2 separate regions of the Bicyclus anynana genome follow, and region 1 is linked to region 2. A link is a contact called in public Hi-C data. All regions are on one chromosome and are shown on one strand. Each heading gives the region's core, a stretch centred on a gene start, on an enhancer-like site or on the middle of the called end of the contact. The rest is flanking DNA. Distances are from core to core; before and after follow the strand shown. Region 1 overlaps LOC112058272. Region 2 holds the start of LOC112058272.

The links. A called contact is a pair of places that touch in the nucleus more often than the background predicts.
Region 1: a Hi-C map of whole body shows a contact between it and region 2, with 3 times the contacts expected there. The contact joins the enhancer-like site here to the promoter of LOC112058272 in region 2. A contact is called at or near these places in 2 of 2 Hi-C or Micro-C datasets (whole body and whole larva).

The regions. Positions count from the first base shown.
Region 1 is chr3:13,398,360-13,405,277 of ilBicAnyn1.1, forward strand. It overlaps LOC112058272, which reads left to right. Exons shown (of 5, transcript XM_024098983.2): 2 at 5,087-6,023. Among protein-coding and RNA genes, the nearest start is that of LOC112058273, 16 kb to the right of the region's middle. Within about 2 kb of position 4,957, at least 8 of the 8 cell types and tissues checked have open chromatin away from gene starts, as enhancers often do.
Region 2 is chr3:13,358,273-13,364,680 of ilBicAnyn1.1, forward strand. LOC112058272 reads left to right here and starts at 3,129. Exons shown (of 5, transcript XM_024098983.2): 1 at 3,129-3,388. The coding sequence starts at 3,144.

The DNA of each region.
Region 1 (6,918 bases), core at 3,707-6,206, 42 kb after region 2:
ATTTTTAATAAATTTTTCGATTTATGACTTATGAGTTTTTTAAGGAACCCTCGGTAGGCGCGTCCGACTCGCTCATGTCCAGTATTTTGTATTATACTAGGTATACTTTGTTTCTGTTTTTTAATACTCTTGATATTGGTAATAATTTTTTATTGAAGATTGTCGCTTAAAGTGTCCTAGGTAAAAAAAATGTTCTTTTCATTAATTAGCTATTATTGGATCGTTCTGTTACGGATATATATCTTTACTCTGGTTCCGGTGTTATCTATTTTGCCCGTAACAAATTTTATCGTCAGGATCGCTTATTGGTTTGCACGACGCCTATACCTACGCAATCTATGGTAACGTGACATATATGACTTATGTCATGTTGGACGGTTTATTAGAGGACATGTTATTAACAATTCCGTGTAGCCGCCAGCGTTAAACAATGTTAAGTGAGCGGGTGCTATTTTTACATTCATTAGCGAACCGACGAAGAGCACGCAGCGTCAGCATTGCGATCAGCTAGCGAGCACTGCAATCGTATAAAACGCATACGCCGAAGTCCGTGGTGTCGTCGCCATCCCTGCATCCCCGGGCAACGGCAGTGCCGCTCTATAAATACACAGCAGGTGTGGTGAGCGGGAGGGTGCGGGGCGCGCGCGGCGGGGGCATCCGCCTCTGCAGCGCTCCAAACCGCTCGCAGCGGCCAACGGACCTTAGCGAGTAGCGACGCCATATCGATTGCCAAGGCTCCCCCTGTGGCGCGCCGTCGCTCATTGTGCTCGCTGGGATGCCTTCTCCGGCCGTTTCCTGCCGCTGACTTGTCAAGTTGTCTGTTGACGCCCCCCGTCCCGCGCCGCTCGCCCCCCGCGCGCCCGGTGCCGGTCTCACCAGGACGTCCGCCAGCTGCTTGGAGTTTATACGGCGAGTGCTTCGAGCAACGCGCATTCGAATTTTAAGTAATGTTAGTCACTTGCTCGAGTCTAGGATGCTTGCTTTATCATAGCGTAGACCACCGAAAAATATATCTGAATATGATGAATTAATAATTTTTGACGTGGAAACATTCTATATAAGTTCAAAAGATATTTATTTCTTCAAATATCTTTTTATTAAAATTTGTGACTTAGGCACTTTTTAATGTGATAATTATGTGTAATTTCCTAATATTTTATTCTATGATTTTTAAAACTGACGCGAATTATAATACAGAATACCTATCAGTATCGGTTAGCCTTTAAGTTGTTCCAATGGCAATAAAAGTCGTAAACAGTATATTTTTAACTAAGAAAGTAAGTTGTGCAAATTTTAAAGTAGACTGCCACTTTTAATAAATTATAAACTCGAGATAAAAGGCTTTACGTTAACCTATTGTCAAGGACTTTTGAAAACTTTCTGATACCCGCCTGAATTCTTCTGGTAAAATCTATTTTGAAAGGAATTTCGCTTACATTTAGTGATCTAGGATCTATTTTCTATGCTATATTTATAAACAGATAAATTTTCTAAGGTTGTTGGGGTAATCTCAGAGATCTACTGAACCGATTTTGAAAATTCTTTGACCAATCGATATCCACCTTATTTGTGTATATTCACAGGAACGGAAAGTACGCAGGGAAAGTCGCGGGACGTCTGTTAGTATTCTATATTTATATTTTATAGTAACGATATCGTTACTTCAAAGAATTGGTTATTGTAGGCACTCAAGATGAAGGCGCTGGCAAAAGCTGTATAGGTAGGTATTTGTAAGTTTTGAAAACTTTGTAGGACGTCGTAAATAAATTTGCGCGCTAAGAGGAAATCAAGAACGTATCGCGCCATCGCAACATTTTTATTGAGAATTCGGTTGATAATACTCATTGTATGATAATAATAATCTAGATAAATAAATAAAAAATATAATATGATCATATTATCTATGCATTAAACTAGATGAACACGAGATGCGTTAGACGTAAGAATATCTAAAAATATAAGATATGGAAATCTTTACTTTTTTATTTTTTATGGGCCACCTTCGCAAGGTCCATCGCATTCAGACGAATGGCTTAGGAAAGCGTAGACATAAAAAAATGCAGGTTTCAAGTGTGAAAATCGTAATTAATGTATTTTCTACAAGATATAATGAGTCGCCAAACACCAACTCTAAAAAACGATATTTGAAAAAACATGCCTTTGAAAATCGCCATCTCGTTCATGATTGCCAGTTTAACTATCCACTGGTATCTTGTAATTAACAGTTGCTAATAGAAGTATATTATTATTGTTGTATATTAAATTGGTATTGTCTTGCCAGGATTAGCAGGCACGCGCAGAGTAGAGTTCCGTAGATTATTTTTTACAGTTTTATAGACGTAATTAAAATACATATCCATACCCCTCATATCTTTCAAAGATCTAGGCAACGATACCCCTCGCTATGAAATAAACGAGTAAAAAAAACTTCCCACTTTACATGTAGGGAAGGTACTAAATATTTTTCAAGATAATACTTTACGAATTTGTTTATATTTTTAATATACATGCTGATTTACAGCTTTTTAGTAGTGCGTCTCTGCGTTAAACCGCGGACGGACGAACAGACAGACGGACATGGCAAAACTATAAGGGAACCTTCTGGACTACGGAACCCTAAAAAGAGAGCAATCCCATTTTGACTAAGAGCATACTGCATGCATACAGATTTGCGCTAAGAGCATACTGTCCCTCCTCTCCAAGTTGAGAGTCATAATAAGACCACTATCCAAATCCATCCGGTAATAACTTACGCTAGTGTATTGTTTGTCCACCATCATAAGGCGCCCTGCAAGACCTCAAAAACATGACCTCAAAAACATGCGACAGACCCCGGAATGCCCGTGGTTCGTACAAAATAACGACCTCCACAGATATTTAAATCTTCCAACAATAGCCCAGTACATAGAAAAATTCTCGAAAAACTGAGAGAGTAGCCACCCACCCCATCCAATTAACGGTTGAGAGTTGCAATCACACCTCTGACCGCAACGCCAATAACTAGAGTCGACCCAAAAACGTCCTTGAAGATGACATGACAATTGACATCATTTAGCACAATACCAAGAAGTGTCTTCGCCGCCCAAGACTAGGTTCCAGTAATCCTACAACACAGCGTCTTCGCCGCCGAAGACTAGGTCCCAGTAATCCTACAACACAGTTTTAATATTAACGATCACTCTTTAAATAGCAATGAATAATAATAATAATAACGAGCCCTGTAGCCTTAACGTGCTCTCCGAAGCACGGCGTCTCTTAGGCCAACTCTGGGCTGGAAAGTTTAACTGAAAAAGATAGAAAAGCTCAGCATTTCATAGCCATTTAGGCTAATCACAGAACCAACGAGGCTACAAATAGTATAATGTTAAACAAGGGGCTAAAAAGACCCATTATGTACGAGGTATTTTTATAAATAGAAACTGAGTTATTAAATGTTTAGCCCTGTGAAATCGTATATCGTTTTTGATGAAGAGCAGTGAAAAGTATCTCCACCGTGTGGTTGTGTGTATGTAAGTGTATTCACGTGCCAAGTTAAAAAATATATCTACCTACCTACATGTATACTACGGGTAAGTACTAGCGGACACCCCGCGTAGTTCCCATTCCCGCGGAAACGCGTCAGCAAAATCTACAGCCGCCATAGCCATGTGTTAAATCGATTCTGTTTCTACAAACGCTATCGTTTCGAAAATGTAAGGATTTACTATCATTATCTATAGGTGACGTGATCATTCTTAATAAATCGGATCACATTCATCATTCCCATATACATTTTTTAAATTTCGTAGTTAGTAGTAGTAGTTCGTAGAAAGAGAATCGAAATATAACATGGCTAGAGCGGCAGAATTACTGGAATCAGACACTGAAGAAAATGACGTGTTGCATCCTACCTATATGTTGTTCCTAATGTCTATTTGCTTGACTTAGATGCCACCTTATGGTGTTAAAGGATGCCACACACAATAGTATTGTCAATATTATTGACAATAATTATGTCGGGTAAGGTGACCTAATGCCGTTCTACAGCAATATGACTGTGTTATTTCCTTAGTAACTCATATATACATTGACAATATTATTGATTGTATGTGTGCTCGTTAATGAACATAATATTGCCAGAATACGACTTTAGGCAACGTTACCCTACTTTATTGACAATATTATTGTATTGTATGAGTGTGGGTGACCCGCAACTTTTCCTAAATCCGACTTTTTTGGCAGAAAAAGACATCAACGCCATCTAATTTGCTAAAACTTATGAGACTTATTTTGACGTCTTACGATTACATTGAAAACACCAATTAGGTATTTGTTCATAGGTGGCGAGGTGTCACGTTGCATTAATAAGGGTCATCCACCTCAAACAGTAGGTGCTTGCCAAACATGTTTGATGTTAAAATGATTTAAGTACCCGGATTATAAGTAGCTTATAGGTGCATGCGTAAATAGCTAATTATGTAGGTAGCTAAATGTTTCATTTCGTTCGTGATATTGTTTCCTAAGAATGTGTTAGGTTGCAACTGGTTGACACCCAACACATGTTAGGAATAGTTCAATAGCGTTGTTCTATTCCTGGTTGAGTTAGTATAAGTGCATAGACTATAACTGTAGGTAGGCCTCTGTAGCGTGCGCTTAAATCATCACAACCAGCGAGCAACATCAAGTAATTGCGTTTGCGGTTCGGACACATTTTTACGTAATTCGTCGATGTTATCGTCGAGGAATGCCTCGGCGGAGGTCGCCTGCTGCGTCGACTCCCCTAACCGCGCTCGCTCGAGGAGGATGAAAAACACGGGAGCAGCAGTGCGGACTGCGGCCGGTCGACGGACCCTCCGCCCGTCCCGCGGCCCACGCGCCCTCGGCCGCAGCCGCCAGCGCGCTCGCGGTCGCCTCGCCACTCGCCGCCAGCCGTGAGCCGCCTCATTCTGCCGGCGACGTTCTCGCGCTCCGCACACGCGGCCGTCGCAGCGCGCTCCTCGGTGCACGACCCCGCCCGCCCCCGACCCGCCGCACCCCGCGCCGAGCCGCCGAGCGCGGACCCTCGTCTCGGAACGCTTAACCGACGTCGAGCATTGTTTTGTTGCAGCGGAGGCATGCTACAACAGATGTCCTCGCCGCAGAGCGCGCAACTCGGCGAGGTCGCGACTCTCGTGCGCCCCCTCGAAGGCCGCCTGTTCGGCGACGCGTCTTCGGAGGCCTCCTCGGACGCCGCTGAAGATTTTGAACTGCCGCAGTGCAAGATAAAGCGGAACTACAATTGCACGAAGTGCACGTTCTACACGCAGAACCCGCGCGCCTATCTCGTGCACACTCGCGACGTGCACTTCGAGAGACTCAAGATTTACGACTGCCCCTATTGTATCTACGCTTCTCGGCATCAACAGAAACTCACGAGACACATAAAGATGGTCCACGAGTCCACCCCGGCCAAGGACCTGGGAGCGGCACCGCCCGCTTTGGAAACCCCCGAGCCGGTGGAGAGGATGGAGGAGTTGCTCGAGGAAGTGGAGGAGTGCGACGACATGCAGATAGACGTCGAGGACTGCAACGAAGAGGCACTCGAGCGCACGTTCGACTCCGAAGGCGCAGGCGCAAGCGACGCCGCGCCGGACCAGGCCGCGACGGAAAGGACCAATTTCTTTCCCTGCAGCAAATGCAACTACGTCACCCACATAAGAGCGAGATATACGAAACATGTTAAATATCACTCTATGCCGATGATAAAGTGCACTATGTGTGATTTTCGCACGCCTTACAAGTGGAACTTGGATCGACATATGAAAAACCACGGCGGCAACGGAAGTTTTCACTGTTCGATGTGCAACTTCACGGCGGACATACGGCAGAGTCTGACGGTGCACGAAATGAATCACCACACGCCGCCCGTCGGCCAAACGGGTTCCAGCAGGCGGCGCAACCGGGTGGGCGCCAGCGACTTGCCCGCCGGCGGCGACGACGCCAGCGCGCTCATTCTCAAGGAGGAGGAAGGGAGCGGAGACTCGCAGTCCTCGCACTCCGCGTCGGTGAGTGTCGGCACTCCGCACTCGCGAGTGCGGGAGGCCGCGCCCGGGGCCGCAGTGGTCGGTGACGTCACGCCTCTTATCACTCCGGCTTTACCGAGCGACACTGCACTCCACTCCACTCGGCCCCTCGCGCGGTCTTGCATCATCTCGCTATAGCTATGCATGTCGTATCTACCAACGCTATTCGTCTGCATTACGTGCATGCAATTATCAGTGTCCCTACAAACAGCTGTCGCTTTAATGTTTTGATTGTTCAAAACATTAAAGTGTTATGTTGTTTATTGTTTTGACAATAAGCACTTGATCGTATAATGCTACTATTTATTAGTGCTTATGCACTAACGTTTAGCCTGAATTGAAAAAACGCTCAGCCTTTTGTATAGTGAGTTGGTATTATATGAGTGCTAAGTGCATTTCGGTGTATTTATAACATACTGGTGTAAGTAGGTAGTATATTTTTTTATTTGTGCACAACGTTGTCAGATAGACCGCGTACAGCGTACATAATCTCTCAGATATGGGTGTAGATATTACGCGATTAAACCTTCACAACGCAGTGATAAGAACACTGCAGTCAAGCAAAGCGGTACCAGGTTCGGTCAGTGTTTCGTTATAAATAATCAGTTTTTTTCCACAAGAATGTAAATAAAAAAACATACATACAGCCGAACGTAGAACCTCCTCCTTTTTGGAAGTCGGTTAAAAATTAATGAAAAATAAAGTTACCGGTTTATCCTTTAGTTTAGCTCTTTTAAACTACGTCACTTACTATGACTGTCTATAGAACACATGACCCGGCAAATATGTTTTGAATTTTAGTTTCGAGATTATAAAATGAGATCACGGGGATGGAGAATTATAGTCGGATGCAATGTTTATGACTTTCCGGAACATC
Region 2 (6,408 bases), core at 1,879-4,378:
AAATCCACATCAGGGGCCGTCACATTTGTGAGCCTATGTTTTGATATTAGTAGTAGAACCGGACACCCCACGGTTTTGCCCGTTTATTTCCCGTTGCCATGGGTATAAGAGGATATAGTCTGTAATGCTCTAAGTTCTAGTTTTTTATTAGTAAAATATTTTTTTTTAAAATAGGCCGCTCTCAAAAAGTTCTTGCTTCTATCAAATTTTTTAGATAATTTTCCCTATTGTCTCAATCAATGAATATGAAGCGTTGCTATTTTATTAAGGCAGGCGGTCTTTCGGAGATACTAAACTTCTACGAGTATACATATGAAATAAATGGAAACCATTTTCTTTTTATGATGTTGTTTAACTGTTAAACTTTTTTAACGCAAAAAATTATTACTGATTTCCCAATTATTACAGTATTCACACAAAAGATACAAAAATAAATAATAAATATTAAAAATGAATAATTTAAACTTAGCTTGCAAAGGCGGCCTTATTGCTATAAACAGTTTATAGGTTTTCTTATATCCGTGATCTGCCTTGTAAGGTCTGCGAGATATTGCTCTGTTATATCTACAGGCGATGGTTTTTTTACTGAACACGATGGACTACCTGATTGTTGACTCGTTGTCCTTCAAAAGTTTGACAACCCACACTACTACCTTATGTGAGTAGTTGCCTACCTTTCAGCTTTTATGAAATGACGAATGTCTTACAGGCCATTAGACCTTCAAAACGTACAACGTGTTTGTGTAAGATTCAAGATATCAGCACAGAATAAAGATGATCCAGAATGAGTCTTTACAAGTAGCGTGGTGAAGCCGGTGAAACTCTTAAAACTTAAAAAAACGTAAAGTGTCTCCTTGACATCCGCATATACAAACTTTTTTCATAATTTGGAAATACACAACATTTAACATTAACAACAATTACTTAAATTAAATGAATAATCAATAATTACCAATAAAAAATACTCCATCTAATTTCTTTAGTTTTTGTTAACAGTTTTTAAAATATCAAAAATTTGTCTTGAATAATATTAAAAATTACTGATGCGATGCTTCATATCGTACTGACTCGAGAATGTCTTCGTTTTTTAATTTTGTATTTGAAACGGCTACGACACCGTCGTGTTCCGTGCGCTCTATCTACCTATTATTTTTTGATCTGTGGATATCAGTATCACTAACAGGTGAGCGAGCACCCATCTAACCAAAGTATTTATTTTTATTTTCAAATCAGGGCGGCCGCAGCAGCATGTCGTGTCGCCTGTCTGTGTCTTTTCCTTCTTTATTTTATACTAGCGGACGCCCGCGACTTTGTCCGCGTGATTTTTCCGGAATAAAAAATTGCCAATAGTTGCTCAATTACCTCCTATATCTTCCAGTGAAAGTTCCAGATAATAGCCCGGATAAACAGAAAGACAAAAAGAATAATAAAGCTTGGTTATGCTTTAGTGTTGTGCAGCTTTAAGCACTTGAAAAAACATAGTTATTTTGGAATCACAGATAGACACTTCAAATTTATTTATATGTGTGGTATATCTAATCTTTAGATATAATTTGCTCTTATTTTCTTGTCCGAAAGCGCGCCACAAAGACCAATATGCACTTCATAGAAGTGTAGAAGCATAGCTTATTAATAGATTTTGCAATTATTTTTTTTTTTGACGTGGGGTGAGTACTGTCCTGCAACCAAAAACGTGGGTTCGATTTCCACATCTGGAAAATGTTAGTGTAATGAGCATGTGTTTTCTTAAAGAGGAGTTTTCGAAGTCAAACGTACGTAGTAGCTTGTCTGACGGATTTGGGTGACAATGTCGCTTAGATTGGTTGGTTTTTCGTGAATAATAAAAAATAAATTGTTTCCCTATGTTTGTTAGTTATTTAACGAATTCATCTGTTACTTAGGTATCATTAAATATCACGTATCTCAAACGGTGAAGGAAAAACATCGTGAGGAAACATGCATACCAGAGAATTTTCTTAATTCTCTACGTGTGTGAAGTCTACAATCCGCATTGGGCCAGGCAGCGTGGTGGACTAAGGCCTAACCACTCTCATTCTGAGAGGACACTCGTGCTCAACAGTGAGCTAAATAGAATTTGTGAATGATGATCAGTTCTACGTTTATTATATGACAACTACCTGGTGATATACGCATAAGCTTTACTTGTTTTAACTTTTATAGAATAAATGTTAAGTATTTTATAATTTCCCGATGTAGACACTAAAGCGCAAAGCTGCTTGAGGTAACAACGCGTCCCAAATGGATTGTGGGGTCACGTAAAGGTGACAACCATACCTACCCGTTCCGTACATGTATTGTACATACGTTACCTAACTCTACCTCTGTTTACTACATACAATATATCGTAAGTACCTATAGGGAATAGGGATGACATTTTTTTTTATTCTTTTCAAGTTAACCCTTCACTACAATCTCACCTGATGGTAAGCGATGCAAACTAAGATTGAAGGCTAACTTGGAGGAGTAGGTGAAAATACATACCTTACGGTTTCTACACGACATCGAACTTCTAAACGTAATGTAGATATATACATATATACTTACCTAAAAGTATAATGTCATTGTATATGGATGTCATTTGTCAGGTCTACCCGGGCTTACCCCAATTACGTGTGAGGATAATAGTTTTTTTTTTATAAAAGAATATTTGTAGGTTTTTTTAATGTGACTATTCCTAACCAACAGTCGAAAAAGACTGTGCTAGGAGTGGATAGGTACGTCAATAGTCCAGCGGATGGGGATCGAACCACCACCCCTCGGACAATGAGTACGGCACCTTTACCGTTTAGCTAAACGAATTTGAAAAAGCTCATTATTGGTGATTAATTGATTATTGATTTGTTTAAAGAATCGTATAAAATCGCTCGACAAAAGCATTTTATATCGGTAGATTCTATAAAGTTAAAGTAAAGTTCATTTATTTCAATTAAGCTTAGTTTACAAGCACTATCAGGTCATGAGTTGAGTTAATGGTGATAATTAAATTCGAAAACTTAAAAATAAAGTTACGAGGGTTTCAAACGCGACTGGAGGAAAGCCATCAACAAATTCGTATATGTACGAGTGTATGTATAAATAAACAAGTTCGGTTCGTCGACATTACTCGGGTGTCAACTGTTTGTATGAGGAGAGGAGTGCCTAGAAGCGGGAGTCGGTGTCGCCGAGATGCTGATGTCAGCAGCGGCTGTGGCGGGCGCACGCACGGCGTGCAGCAGGCGCGGGGTGCGGGGCGCGGGCGACTGCTGCCGCGGCGACGCTCGCACTGCTGGCCGCCGCCCTCGCCCCACGCCTCGCCAGTCCGACGCGCGCCATCATACAAGACTGTTGTTCGAGCAGCGCGCCCAGCCGCCACCGCTCCCGCACGCAGGTATGTAACACGCGACCTTCTCATTACTCTGCGTAACGTTCCGCGCCGCACTTCGTGAGGCGAGACGGCCGGCCGGTCCCCGACGCACCCGACGGGCCCGTCACCAGAAATAGCCGTCCGTAACGATTCCTCCTCGGACACGACAGATATACGCCGAACGAGATTCTCTTGCCGGTCAACGCTTCTGTAGCTTTATCAGTGTTACATATTTATTATTTGTCGGTGCGGTGAGGTCAGCGGGCGCGCGAGGCGATGTGCGCCTTATCACGAGAGCCGTAGGGTCGGAGCGACTGTTGGCGGCCGACCTCGGGCTGTGCTGTCTTTGCTCTGCTCTTGCGTCGTTCCTATTTACTATAGGTATGAGATATCGATGTACTCGTTCGTATCTCACATTCGTAATCGTAATATGGGCAGATACGCGCCGCGCAACTGTTGAAAGACGATGTAGATTACGTTGCAAATTGAAATTAACGACTAGCAGCAGGCAGGCCGCGTATAGCTATGGCATGCAGACATGCCTGTCTACCTACGTAACGTTTGTTAAATTATTGAGTGTTAGCAAGTCTTGTTGGCGTTATACCTACCTACTACAGTTACAGTCAGATACCTACATAATCTTCATGTACATGCAAACAGAACAGTCGACATGTCGTATGATTAGTCGAGTGGTAAGTGGAAACGTGACTTACCCATATAAGCTTGTTAACTGTTGAGTATTCTTATAGTTGTTGTTTACCACACCGTAGTAGACTTTAGCCACGTGACTGCATAAACATCTTGCGTTGCCCACCAATCTATATGCGTCATTGCAATGCTTACATACATTCGTACTGTATAGTTTTATAACAGTGCGTGTAGATTTATCAAGGGATTGAGGCTCGTCCGTCCGGTGGCAGTGTCTTCGCCAGCAGCGAGTTGTGCGTGTTTGATGTTATAGATTAACATGCACGCCATTTTCGCTCTTATATTTGTGGATTAGGTTCCAAAGTTGCGTGTCTTTACAGTATTATATCGCGTACCCTCGACGACGTTTCGTTGAAACAGCTCTCGGCCTCGTTATATTCAATTTACGCTAAACTAGAACCAACACTCGAGTACATTAGGAGCAGAACCGCGTGACTGGGTTAGGGCGTTAGGGTGTTTCGGTGCGGAGGTGGGATTTAGATCCCTGTCGGCCAAAAGAGTGAAAATTAGGGGTGGGTGAGGTGAGGGTGTTGTAGGTCTGCAAGAGTGGTCGACCCCGGTCTCACAACTAGGATTTGCTAAATCTGCTGCTTTTAGACGGAGGCCGTTGAAAAATAAATTCACCGTAAACCGTAAAGTGTGCAGTGTAGTAGTGCGACGGGACAGAGTGGCATTATCGTTAAATAGCTTTTGTCCGCGGACTTGTTTGAGTAAAGTTGCCGTTTTACATTTTCAGGTTTATATTAAGTAGGTACCTATTATGTACTTAATTTATATGTCCTCACTTCGAAATGCTCATTGGAAATCAGAAAATATTAGATTAGTATAGATCTTTAGCTAGGTACCTATACTCCGCGCCACGAAAGAAGTCCCGCGTCTAAAACCTGAACTACAATAAGGATGATGACAGTTTTTTAAATTGTATATAAATTAAGAGTATGCTAATAGTAAAGCAATTTTCTAAAAGTAACAGGGTATCTGCGATCATTACTTTCGGAGCTACAGGGGTTTAAATGGTCGGATTTGCGGCGCTGCCGCGAATCTCTGAAAAACGCTCCATACAAAATGGCACGAATTAGTGACGTCGATGGCTCGCTGATCGTTAGATTTGTGCGTCCAAACAAAATTACTAATATCTTTGTTATTTGTGCGTTTATGTTTATAGTTCATTTATTGAAACATGTTACATTTAATGTAAGGAAGCTGAAACTGTATGAATTTTCATCTAATTGCGATAAAAAAAATTTTAATAGATTTGAATTTATATAATCTTATTTATTTTACAAATATCCAGACAATCCTTGCTTTTTATGTATAAATTAGTTAACATTGAACCTATTTACCCGAATGTATCATAAAAATCAATATATTCAAACCTAGTGATCATCCCTATTCACAGCGCCTTACACTAATGACAATAAGATCGTCATTACCAAATGACAATGAGCGCAATGAAGATATTAGCACTGCGTCTACGGGACTTGTTTCTTGGCGCGGAGTATACCTAAAAGTTCCTACCAAAATGTTGTCAACAATTGACTTGTGCTTTCGAACGAATGGACGATTGTTAACTTACCCATCAGCTGTGAGTGATTCTTTTCATGACGGATAACGTTAATTAGTTTAGACTCACTGTCATGTTGATTAGCGTCTTACGCCGTCAGAATGGTTGCAAGAACAGCATAATTATAATGACTTAAACTAAGCATTGACGATTATGTAATTTTGCTTCAATATCCAACGGTTCACAACAGCGACGACACCCTCCTACGAAAAATCCCTAGAGAAGTAGAGTTTCTTTTCGGATCTGCACGGCTATACTCTAACGAGTTTTTTAAGATGATGATGATTTAAGAACATGGCAGATTTAAGATTTTGTTTTTGAATCTCTATTTTTAAATCGTGTTCTTCCATCTTCTCCTGCCATCTCCATAAACCTCTTGTGCTCTGCATCCAATTCAACATTAAAAATCCATAAACCATAGAATATTTGTTATGGTGTATATTTTTATTTATATAGTCATTGTGCCTTTACAACATTATGAAGAGTCAATAAAATTACATGACGTTTTTCCTTCACCGGAAAGCAAACCTGTGTCCTCTGAATAGACGGCGAAGATCTTATGTAGGTATTCTTTAAGACTTAAGTTAATGCTAGTCGTCCATCTAATCAATTGTCATAATAAGAATAGGCAATTATTCCAGCAATCGTACGAATAAATTAATCTTATTCATACGGTTGCTGTATGAGTAGCTTCGACTCTTTAAACCAAAAAGTCACTTACACTGTATTTACAGCGCTCCTGTAAATATATGGAAGACCTAGAACGTAGACA